Linked DNA regions of Rattus norvegicus: all the other regions are linked to region 3. Evidence: chromatin contacts called from public Hi-C data. All regions are on one chromosome and are shown on one strand. Each heading gives the region's core, a stretch centred on a gene start, on an enhancer-like site or on the middle of the called end of the contact. The rest is flanking DNA. Distances are from core to core; before and after follow the strand shown. Region 1 holds the start of C2h4orf17 (similar to human chromosome 4 open reading frame 17). Region 2 holds the start of Adh1c (alcohol dehydrogenase 1C (class I), gamma polypeptide). Region 3 holds the start of Adh5 (alcohol dehydrogenase 5 (class III), chi polypeptide).

Evidence for each region. Hi-C and Micro-C count contacts between places; a contact is called where the count stands out from the background.
Region 1: a contact with region 3 is called in a Hi-C map of the A7r5 cell line, with 4 times the contacts expected there. The contact joins the promoter of C2h4orf17 here to the promoter of Adh5 in region 3. A contact is called at or near these places in 10 of 12 Hi-C or Micro-C datasets (the A7r5 cell line, the Rat2 cell line, Schwann cells and 6 more) and 1 of 1 datasets of contacts at active chromatin or transcription factors (oligodendrocytes).
Region 2: a contact with region 3 is called in a Hi-C map of kidney, with 2.7 times the contacts expected there. The contact joins the promoter of Adh1c here to the promoter of Adh5 in region 3. A contact is called at or near these places in 3 of 12 Hi-C or Micro-C datasets (hepatocytes, kidney and liver).

Annotation. Positions count from the first base shown.
Region 1 is chr2:229,393,826-229,397,452 of GRCr8, forward strand. C2h4orf17 (similar to human chromosome 4 open reading frame 17) reads right to left here and starts at 1,834. Exons shown (of 9, transcript NM_001134579.2): 1 at 1,603-1,834.
Region 2 is chr2:229,468,727-229,472,361 of GRCr8, forward strand. Adh1c (alcohol dehydrogenase 1C (class I), gamma polypeptide) reads left to right here and starts at 1,977. Exons shown (of 9, transcript NM_019286.4): 1 at 1,977-2,057. The coding sequence starts at 2,040.
Region 3 is chr2:229,646,643-229,650,111 of GRCr8, forward strand. Adh5 (alcohol dehydrogenase 5 (class III), chi polypeptide) reads left to right here and starts at 1,915. Exons shown (of 9, transcript NM_001126120.1): 1 at 1,915-1,941. The coding sequence starts at 1,930.

The DNA.
Region 1 (3,627 bases), core at 584-3,083, 250 kb before region 3:
AGAATCAAGAGATGCATAATGAGGGGGAGCAGGAGGGAGGGAGGAGAGGGGAGGGAGACAGATAGGGAGACAGGTTCTTGCTGCATGCTATAGAAAACAATCCCCAGGCTATTTTCCCTACGTCAGGTGGTCATGCAGAAGACACAGTCTGCATTGCAGAAGACCTCTCTCAAATCACGGGGAAGCAAATGCTAACAACTACCAGCTCAACTGCGGCATCCGTGACTGTGGCTTGCAAAAGTGGCATCCAGGGGCTGTAGTTCCAGCCAGCCCAATCAAGTGAGCACACGCAATGGAGAGTGGTCTAGAACTTAACCTTGTTTTGTACTCACATTCTATTAAGAATAAGATCATTTGTAGACACACAAGAGCTTTAGCTATTTTTAGTAAGCATGCCGGCCCTTACTATTTATATGTTGTAAAACCCGCCTAAGACTTCTTCCCTAGGCAAGCATACCCCGGGGATTTCCCCAGAGAAGATCGATGAGTTCTGTTTGTACTCTACTTTGTGATGCTCTCACCGGAGAGGGAAATGTGAAGACCGTGTGTGGAATTTAATTGCACGTCACATCCATCGTTCCAAAACCTACAGCTGGGGAGATGACTAAGCCCTTAGGAGCGCTTGCTGCTCTTACAGAGGACCCAGACTCATTTCCCAGGACCTACCCTAGGCAGCTCAAAACTGCCCATAATTCCAATTTCAGGTTATCAAAAGCCTTCTGGCTTCCACAGTACTTCATGCACGTGATCCACACCTGTACATTCAGGCAAAATCCATATATTAGATAAATAAATTAATTAACTAACAGAAGTTTCAAAGACACTTTTGAAAGCAAACTTTCCTTTCTCGTGGTCTCTCAAATCTACCCATGTACCAGTAAATTATCAAATTTTATTTACAACAAGGGAAATACAATTCTTCAAAGAGAAGGGTTGAAAAAAAAAACAGTTAATGTTATTCAGAAAAATACCCTGCCCATTTGCATAACATATTAATACCGATACGTTCAAAATAGAACAGGGGCTTACAAAGGAACACACCAAGAAAGGATTAGCTGAAGGTCATCTTGTACAGCAGTTGCTGGGAACATGAACACTGCTCTCTCACTCTTCCAGCCCAGGTCCCTGAGGTTTCTTCTCATATAGGGTTCATTGCTCTGGGCACACTCTTTCTCCAAACGGAGTCCTAACACCTCCTTGTAGTCATCCCCATTGTTACCCCAGCCTCGACCACCTTCTAACCCTTTTCTTCTTTAAAGCACTCTTCATAGCGCCTGCTCTGCCCCGCTTTTTGTTTTAAATATGCCTTGATTTACCCTGCTGGTTCGTCTTTCCTGCTGGGTGCACACACCTGGTATAAACTCAGTAATTGCCGTTAAATGAGCTAGTATTTTCCCCGCACAGAACAAATGTTTCTATGAATAGCACAGTGCTGTTAGTACGATCCCCTCGGAATAAGTGACTGACTTTAAAATACAGCGTCCTTTTTCCTCAAAATGACTTACTTGGTTTCCGTATGCCTTAAAAGGCATATTTGAGACTCATAGGTAAGCGTAGCTAAAATGTTAGCAAATTTTTCTAATGATGAATAGAAAATTATACCTGAGAACAGTTTTTAAAGCAGATAAATCAACCGATAGGAACTCGGGTCTGCTGATGTCCTTCCAGCCTCATACTGGGTCTCGGCTGAGTTTTTACTTCCTTAAATCTCAGGACTTAAGGAGATTTTACCGGTGAAACAGCCGACTGTCTGACGCCTCCAAAAGAGCAAAGTGGTGTCCCTCCAGTTCTTCCCACTCTCACTCCAAAGAGCCCAGGCGCCTGCCTCCCTGGTTGTGAGGAGATACTCATAGCTTAGCAACGGAATAGCATTCTGGGAAATGTCAAGTTCCAGAACGCTGTAGCAGCCATTGCTCACAGGCCTCTATAACACAGCGTCACTATCATAGCACGGAGCATCTCTTCCTGATTTCAGATGTACCGTGGACGGGCTGCGGATCTCTGGAAAGGAGAAAAAGAAAAGGGAGAAAGAGGCACTGTGTGTGTGCTATGAGACATAAACAGCTCACTGAATGGTGCGGGTGGGGATTGTGGGAAGGTCTCACGGTCACTGGGAAGGGGTACCATTTGATTTTCAGAGGTGGGAAGGGGAGATCTGAAGGGGGCATTGAGGAAAAGAGGGTAAGAGTACCTATAACAGGAAAGAGGAGGGCTAGTAAGCAAGGAAGGGGCGGGGCAGAAGGAGAGGAGAGGGCCCCGAGGATGGGGAAGAGATGGTGGTTGGGCGGGGGTGGGGGTAGGGGTGGAGGTGGGCTGGAGAGATGGCTTAGCGGTTAAAAGTACTGACTGTTCTTTCAGAGGTCCTGAGTTCAATTCCCAGCAGCCACATGGTGACTGTAAGGGAATCTGATGCCCTCTGCTGGTGTCTCTGAAGGGAACCTCAGTGTATTCATATGCATAAAGTGAAAAAATAAATATTTTTTAAAAAACACTAGCTGGGAGCATTAACAGTGAGAAATGTAGTTCTTGTCTTCCTGAGCTCCTCAGAAACTGCATTTTAACTCCCTACCGTTTGCTATCTTGTCATGTGCAACTCCCCCTCATCCCTCTCGCCCCTCTCACCTGCTCCACAATCCTTGCCGTGAAGTCTCATAGAATTGGCAGCATACTGTTCATCAGTCCACCTCCCAACCCGTGAGCTGAACATACCTTTTTTCTTTGTAAGTTAGCTGGTCTCTTACATTTTATTAGAGCAACGTGAAACTGACCGGGGGCATAAATACATTAAGAATGTTTATATGTGTAGCACAAACAATTTAATAGTGTTGTGGGGTTTCCACAGGAGAAGACTGCTCGGACATGGGTTTAAATCAATAGAAAGTTCTTTATTAGTCAGCCTATAACCTATACCGAGTGTTGGGGATCCCAGTGTAGCACCAAGCCCTTCTTAGGGTGAGCTTCTAAGCACAAAACCATGTCCTGGGCTGACGCTCTTCAGTTAACAAAGACAGCCAGAAGCAGAACCAGAGACTCCCAAAAGCAAGGTCAGTGCACTTGGTGACTTTCCCAGAATTATGGCCTTTGATGGATTAGGTCTTTGCTTCAGTTATGGCAGGCGGTGCTGTCTCTATGCTGAGTTTTACGGCCTGAATAGCACTTTCATCATGGAGCCAGTTGTGCTAAGGTCTGTGGACCCACTAAGGGCTAGCGCCCTGCTACAACTGGAAAAGGGATGGGCATTATGCATGGGAATTTTACAAGAGCAAAGCTGTGGACTTGCATAACAAATAGGTCTTTGTGGGTGACTGGAAATAAGCAAACTGAAACTACCTTATAACACCAAGTGTTCTGGAGTGTGTGTCCACCACGATAACTCACATCCAATGTCGCTAGCATTGAAACTAGGTACAATCACTGCTATATCCAACTCCACATTCGGACAGAATGGAAAGCTCAGAAACTCCACCTTAGCGCCAACATTTATACTCGAGCACAAGACCACTAAGGGGAGTGTGTCCGCAGAGGGACCAAGGCTTGGATTTCAGGTAGAGAACGGATTCGGCGTGACAGACAGACACAAACTTGAGGTGTGTGCTGCTGGAAGCTTTACTTCTTGGCATAGATTTA
Region 2 (3,635 bases), core at 727-3,226, 180 kb before region 3:
GAACTCCCTCTGGAGTTTTGGAAGCATACTAGGCAACTACTACCTTCTTACAGATTTGTGCTTCATAAATAAACCAGTAGGTCATTAAAATTTCGAATGACTTCTGATATCCTATGGTGCACACCCATTACTGTCTGAACACAGTAATCCAGTGAGTCTTTCAAAGGTGTTGGACTTAGTGGACTCCTGGATACTATCCAGACCTTTCATTGCAAACAAAGATGGGTGGTCGAGGGTGACAACCATCTGGGAGAGGTACATGTGACCTCTAGTTGACTCTCTACGCTTACATCATTAAAATTGAACCCAGACAACAGTATTGTTTCTCTGACCACCCTTGAGACGTGTACACCGTATGCTTATGGATATGCGGTGACCAGCTATGTTTAGTAAGGAGTGGTGTGCACTATGGTTCACTAGTGTTGATAGAAGGCTTGATATTCAACAAAAGTCAAATGTGAGTTCTTGTTCTCAAGTTCATGACACTAAACAAAGGACAGTGAAGAGATGCCTTACGTGACGTTTTGTCCCATTGGCCCAAACTGTCATTCTTTATACTAATCCAAGTGCATGCTCTCCCTACGCCTCCCCTGGGTCTTCGGTCACCCTTTTCTACTAGCACTTGCTATATAGTCAACCCGTATGCCTGTGTGCCTTTCACCTCCCAGTGTGTTGTGAGTCTATCTTCACAGACGGCGGTCTAGCTATAATTCATGGTGCTGTCTTCCACCCATGTGGTCCCACGGTAGGCTGCGTGCTTACTGCTTTATCTATTCTTTGAAATGGCACTCTTCTTCACCTCTATCTTACAGAAAAGGAAACTATGGCAAAGAGCGGTGAGATTTGTCCAGGCTCTCTCAGCAAGAAGGAATAGACGATGCTATAACCACTATCTCTTGGCAGGAGTGGAGTTCATCTCTTACTCATGACTGCCACCCCTGGGCCAGCTCCATGCCTGCAGGCTCTCAGTCAGCCATAGAGTCAGCCTGGGGTTGTGCTGCAGAAAGACCAGGGGCCTCAGCACCTGGCTGCGACTGAAGGTGTGTTTCTGCTTTGAAGAACGGAGGCCAAACCTCCTTTCCCTGAAATGAATGTCTGTCTGTCTGTCTGTCTGTCTGTCCATCAGTCCTGCCACCTTGTCTCTCCTCTTCACTGTGCACATTGTGGACTCTAAGTGGTAGGTTTGTTCTGTTGAGTAAAAGGAAACAGTGCTCTAACCTGACCAAGTGCAGTTGAGAAAGGGGAAGAGAGGACTGAGAGACAGGGAGATAAAAGAGAAAGGAAGCGTTAAGTATAATAAAAACAAAATATGCTTCCCCCACCCCCCGACATCTTAGTGTGGTTGCAGTGGTCCACACTACTCTGTGAACTTCGCCATGCCGCCCAAAGACGACAAGAAGAAGAAGGATACCGGAAAAACGGCCAAAAAAGACAAAGACCCAGTAAATAAATCTGGTGGCAAGGCCAAAAAGAAGAAGTGGTCCAAAGGCAAAGTTTGGGACAAGCTGAACAATCTTGTCCTATTTGACAAAGCTACTTAGGACAAACTTTGTAAGGAAGTTTCCAACTGTAAGCTTATTACTCCAGCTGTGGTCTCCGAGAGACTGAAGATTCGAGGTTCCTTGGTCAGGACCTACTTAGTAAAGGACTTATCAAGCTGGTTTCAAAGCACAGAGCCCAAGTAATTTACACCAGAAACACAAAAGGTGGAGCTGCCCCAGCTGCTGGTGAAGATGCATAAACAGATTCAATTGGCTGTACATTTGGGAAAATAAAACTTTATTGAATCAAAAAAAAAAAAAAGTGCCCAATAGCACATTCCCAGAGCAAGATTTGCCTGACAGGCCAGAGCCCTTTGTTTTAACTTAACTTGCAGTGAGAATAAACTGATGGGTGTGTCGTCGTGAAGGGCTAGATCACATGTGGGATCAGCTGACACCCCAGCAAATAAAATCTGTGTGCAACTTTGGCCCAGTTCACTGCAGGAGGGAAGAAGTCTACGAGGATCCATCCATTTCCTGCCCACAGCGAAGGACAGCATGAGCACAGCTGGAAAAGTAAGGAAAAATACCTCACCCTTGGAAATATATTCTCATTGATATGTGAAGAGATGCAGAATCCTAACTTAGAAATGACAGGCACGCTGGGGTCTGGTGCAGCTTGACTGCTACTAAGTATCTTTAATGAGAGGGTATAGCGTCTAGGTTTGTGAATGCCTTCATTTCCTCATTAACTCTGTAGGACTTTTTCCAAGCCAATGGTGACTGCTTTGCAAATAGAAAGTTTTTAGGTCTTTTATCGAAAGTCTGTATTTATCTTAAGATACCAACAATGTGCTGTCCTTCGTAATCATATTTTATTATGAACACAGGAACGTTAAATCGGACAAGAGTTTCATATGAGGAATTTGCTTCAGGGAATTTAGTACTGTCCTCCTTGCCTTTAGATAAAATTTCTAACAAGAGGTGGATTGATTGGAAAGCTTTAAAGTCACTCACAGTGAGATTTATGGTGCAAATTGTGACTTGAAGGACTCCGTGACTCACGGATTACTACAGAAATTCTATAAACAGTCTCTTTCCTGTTTAAAAAAAAATCCAGATTTTATGGGAAATTAAATCTAATAAAAGCAGAATCGGTTGTTGACACTAAGAATGCACACATATGGCACAGAGTTTTCTACAGAGTCACACTCACTTGTTCAGTCTGTTCATGGTCCCACCAGAACGGCAAGCAGTCACTCAGTATAATTAATTGATCCCCGCTATCTAATTGCTTAATTACATAAGGCTATGTTTCTGTTGGCACAGAGGCTACTCTAGTCAAAAGTCCAACAGCTCGGAGCGAGAACCAGGTGTCCGAAATTGCAGAGGTTTCTGTAAACACCGTGTGACAGGATTCCTTAGTTTTATTCCAACTTGCTTTGCATGCTGGTTATGTTTAGGACGCCATATTACATTTCAAAGAAAAGTAGTTAGGAAAAAAGTTAAGCTGAAAGTTCTAACTGAAAAAGTGAAACAAAAAAAAAATAGTGAATTCATATCAATCAAACAAGAAGTGAGGGAACAGAGACACCTGAGTCTTAGGTACAGGGGTCAATGACAGTGCCACGATGATGTTTAGTTTATGTTTGTCCTGCCTAGAACAGCAAAGTAGTGATGTAGACAGGTATGGTCGAACATCCCTAAAATCCTGGGACTAGGAAGGACAAGACAGAAAAGTCCCTAGCTTAAGGCCAGCCTGGGCTGCTTATTAGATTATTTTTCTCAGAAATCTAAAGCCGGGGGCTGGAGAGATGGCTCAGCGGTTAAGAACACTGACTACTCTTCCAGAGGTCCCTGAGTTCAACTCCCAGCAACCACATGGTGGCTCACAACCATCTGTAATGAGACCTGATGCCCTCTTCTGGTGTGTCTGAAGACAACTACAGTGTACTCGCATACATAAAATAAATAAATATATCTTTAAAAAAAAAAGAGTCCTCTTTCTTTTTCTCTCTCTCTAATCTCTCTCTCCAATAATTTATAAAAAAAAAGAAAGAAAGAAAGAAAGAAAGAAAGAAAGAAAGAAAGAAAGAGAGAGAGAAAGAAAATAAGAAAGAAAGAAAGAAAAGAAATCTAAAGCCGGGGGTTAAC
Region 3 (3,469 bases), core at 665-3,164:
CTGGACTATAGAAAATGAGAAGAGTTACAAGATTCGAGAGATAAAAGCTTAATGACAGAACAAATGCAGGGACCAAGGGAGACGGAGAAGCTGTGACTCTCAGGTTTCTGACTGGGGCAAGTAGATGGACCCTATCAACACCAAGATATAGAGAAAGGTTCGTTTAAGGAGAAAATACAAAACTAGTTTTATATAAATTGAGGTTTTTTTTCTTCTTGTTTTTTTATTTATATGAGAATGCTGGAGTTGTTTTCATGCACACTAGAAGAGGGCATCAGATCCCATTACAGATGGTTGGGAGCCACCATGTGGTTGCTGGGAACTGAACTCAGGACCCCTGGAAGAGCAGTCAGTGTTCTTTAACCCCTAACCCCTGAGCCATCTCTCCAGTCCATAAGTTGAGTTTTAAGCACGGCTTGGCACTTCCAAGCCTGGGATTTAGGAAAGCCCCCCCGACTGGAGTCAGACTCTGGTGATCATCCTATAATTATTACATAAGCCAGGATGTGTGTCAGCGTGAAGTGAGGGAAGGACTTTGAACAGTACCATGGAGAATGTCAACCCTTAAGGTGTGTTCTCAGGAAATAAGCCTTGAAAAAGAGAGAAAATGCGGTGTTTTAGTAGATACATTTCAACACAAGCAACATTTGGGATTACATCGACAAATGCAGCATCTTCGGTCTCTATACAGTTGATGTACTTTTTTTTTAACCCATTGAAGCCACAGTTACGCTGATACCAAAACCACATTAAGACCCAACAAAGAAAGAATTTCAGACCAATTTCCCTTATGAATATTGATGCGAAAATACTCAATAAAATTCTCGCAAACCAAATCCGAGAACACATCAAAAACGATCATCCATCATGATCAAAAAGGCATTTCATCCCAGGGTTGCAGGGATGGTTCAAATATATGGAAATCCATCAACGTAATCCCACCACATAAACAAATTTGAAGAAAAAAACCCACATCTCATTAGATGCTGGGGGGGGGGGGGAAGCATTTGACAAAATTCAACACCCCATAGTGTTAAAAGTCCTGGAAAAATCAGGAATTCAAGGCCCATGCCTAAACACAGTAAAAGCAATACACAGTAAACCAGTAGCCAACATCAAACTAAATGGAGAGAAACTTGAAGCATTCCCACTAAAATCAGGGACTAGACAAGGCTGCCCTCTCTCTCCCTTATTCAATATAGTACTCGGTCTACTCTTAAAAGGCGCCCATTCTGCTCCCTCGTTCCCTTCTTTCAAACTTCTCTCCGTGTCCTGTGGCCCCTGACACAACCTGGACCCTGTCTTAAACTGCTGGAATCTGAGCTGGGGCAGTTTCTAGGATGGGCAAACATCTCCCTCTTGTGTTCCAAGTTATCAGGAGTTTCAAAGTCGTACAGGGTAGCAATGTTGACTCATCCTGGACCCAGACGCGCAAACCACAAGAGTCTGCATTCGCTCAGCAGAGCGTGCGCGCGCAGGAGAAGAGAGGAAGGGGACCAAAGACAGGGACACACGAAAGCGTGGCTTGTTCTACACGGGCTTTCCGGTCACCACACCTTACACTTCTCTCACTCCTAACGTACAAAGGCTGCAGTAAAATTAGACAGGGAAATACCACAGAGATGCTTTGCAGAGACTCGAGCAAGCCAACCGGGAATAAAGAGCTTCGCTGCTCCTGTACAAACACTATAGCTTCTGCAGCAACGGAGCACAGAGGCCAATATGCAAGCCCCGCCCTTCCGGCACTAGGCCCGCCTCCCAACCAAGTCCCGCTCCACGCACAGACACCTCCTCCCGCCCCCACGTAAGCCCGCCTACATCAAGCCACGCCTCCGGCGTTCAGCCCCTCCCCTCACGCACGCCGGGCTCATACCCGGATTCCGCTACACTTTTGTACCTTTACGCTCGCTCGATCCCGAACTTGCGGACATGGCGAACCAGGTATGGAGGCGCGCGGTGGGCCGGAGCAGAGGCGGGGAGCGCCCGGGTGGCCCGCCGTTGCCCGCCGGGGAAGGCGAGCGCAGCCGCTGCGAGGGCAAGAAGGCTTTGTTTCAACCCCACGACTTGGGGAGCAGCTTTGCTTTCTGCTCTGCTCCGCGGGAGCTGGGTGGGAACAGGCCCGCGCGGGTCCCACGGAATGGAGTAACTTGCTGGGATCGCGCTTGCAGGATCAGATCTGGAGCGCAGGCGGTGCTCAAATCTACCAAGCAAAGTTAGGCTCTCCCTTCGGCCTTCGCTTTCTATGTGCAGCACCGTGTACCTGTTTTCTTCAAATCACGTTATTGACTTTCAAGTCCATCTCCAGTAAACCCATTGAGTGACTTGCAACCTTTAGCCTGTCAACACATTTCCTAAGCATCAAGTGAACTGATCAAAACCCAGCATTTCTCATTAGGTTTGGTTCCGTGGTTAGCAGTGTAAGCGCTGTGGCAGCTCCTTGCTTTAGTTGCACGATATAAAATTGCATATGGAATTGTAAACTTTCCAGGAACCACATAAAATTAATTCTAGTGGTATGTTTACCCAACCTAACACTCAGAATATTATTTCCACGATATCGGTATTTTTAAATTGAGATTTCTTCCACCCTTCGAAGCTTTCAAATTTTTACATTATACCCGACTTCAGCTCACACTTACCTCTTTCTAGTGTTCTTTCTACTCGTGGCAAATAGTTAATGCACTAATTAGCACAGTTATAAAAGATGGTTCTGGTATTTTTACACATCCTCCATTTGGATATTTCTTCGGATCCTTCCCACTGCGAAGTGTTGCACTAAAGTGATGATGTATAAGCTATCCCAAGGAAAAGATTATTAGGACGCATAATAGTAAACTTGTGATTCCTTGAATTACTCTCCAACCTAGTGACAGAACCCAGGTGGGATTTTGCTGCTCTTTGCTTGGCTTCCCCTTTGTTGTGCTGGGAATCGAATCCAGGGCCTTGTGCATTCAAGGCATGTGCTCTACCATTGAGCTACACCCCATCTTTCTTTTCTTTCTTTCCTCCTCTTCCTCTTCCTCCTCTTCTTCCTCCTCCTCTTCTTCCTCCTCTTTCTCCTCCTCCTCTTCTTCCTCCTCTTTCTCCTCCTCTTCCCCACCTGCCATCCTCCACATGCTTTAAAATATGTATGTGTGTGTGTGCCTGTGTGTGTTTATGTGCACCACATGCATGCAGGAACTTGTGGAAGCCAGAAGGCGGCACAGGCCCTCTGGAACTAGAATTACAAGTTGTGAGAGTAGGGACGCATAGGACTGAACCTGGGGTTCTCTGTAAGAGCAGTAGTTGCCCATAACCACTAAACCATCTCTTCAGCCCTTCAATTATATATATTGAATATAATATATATGTGTGTGTACATATACATACATATATATATATATATATATATTTTTTTTTTTTTTTTTTTTTTGTGGTTGATGGTATTTGGGGGTGGACGGTTTGAGATAGGATCTCTCCATGAGGGCTT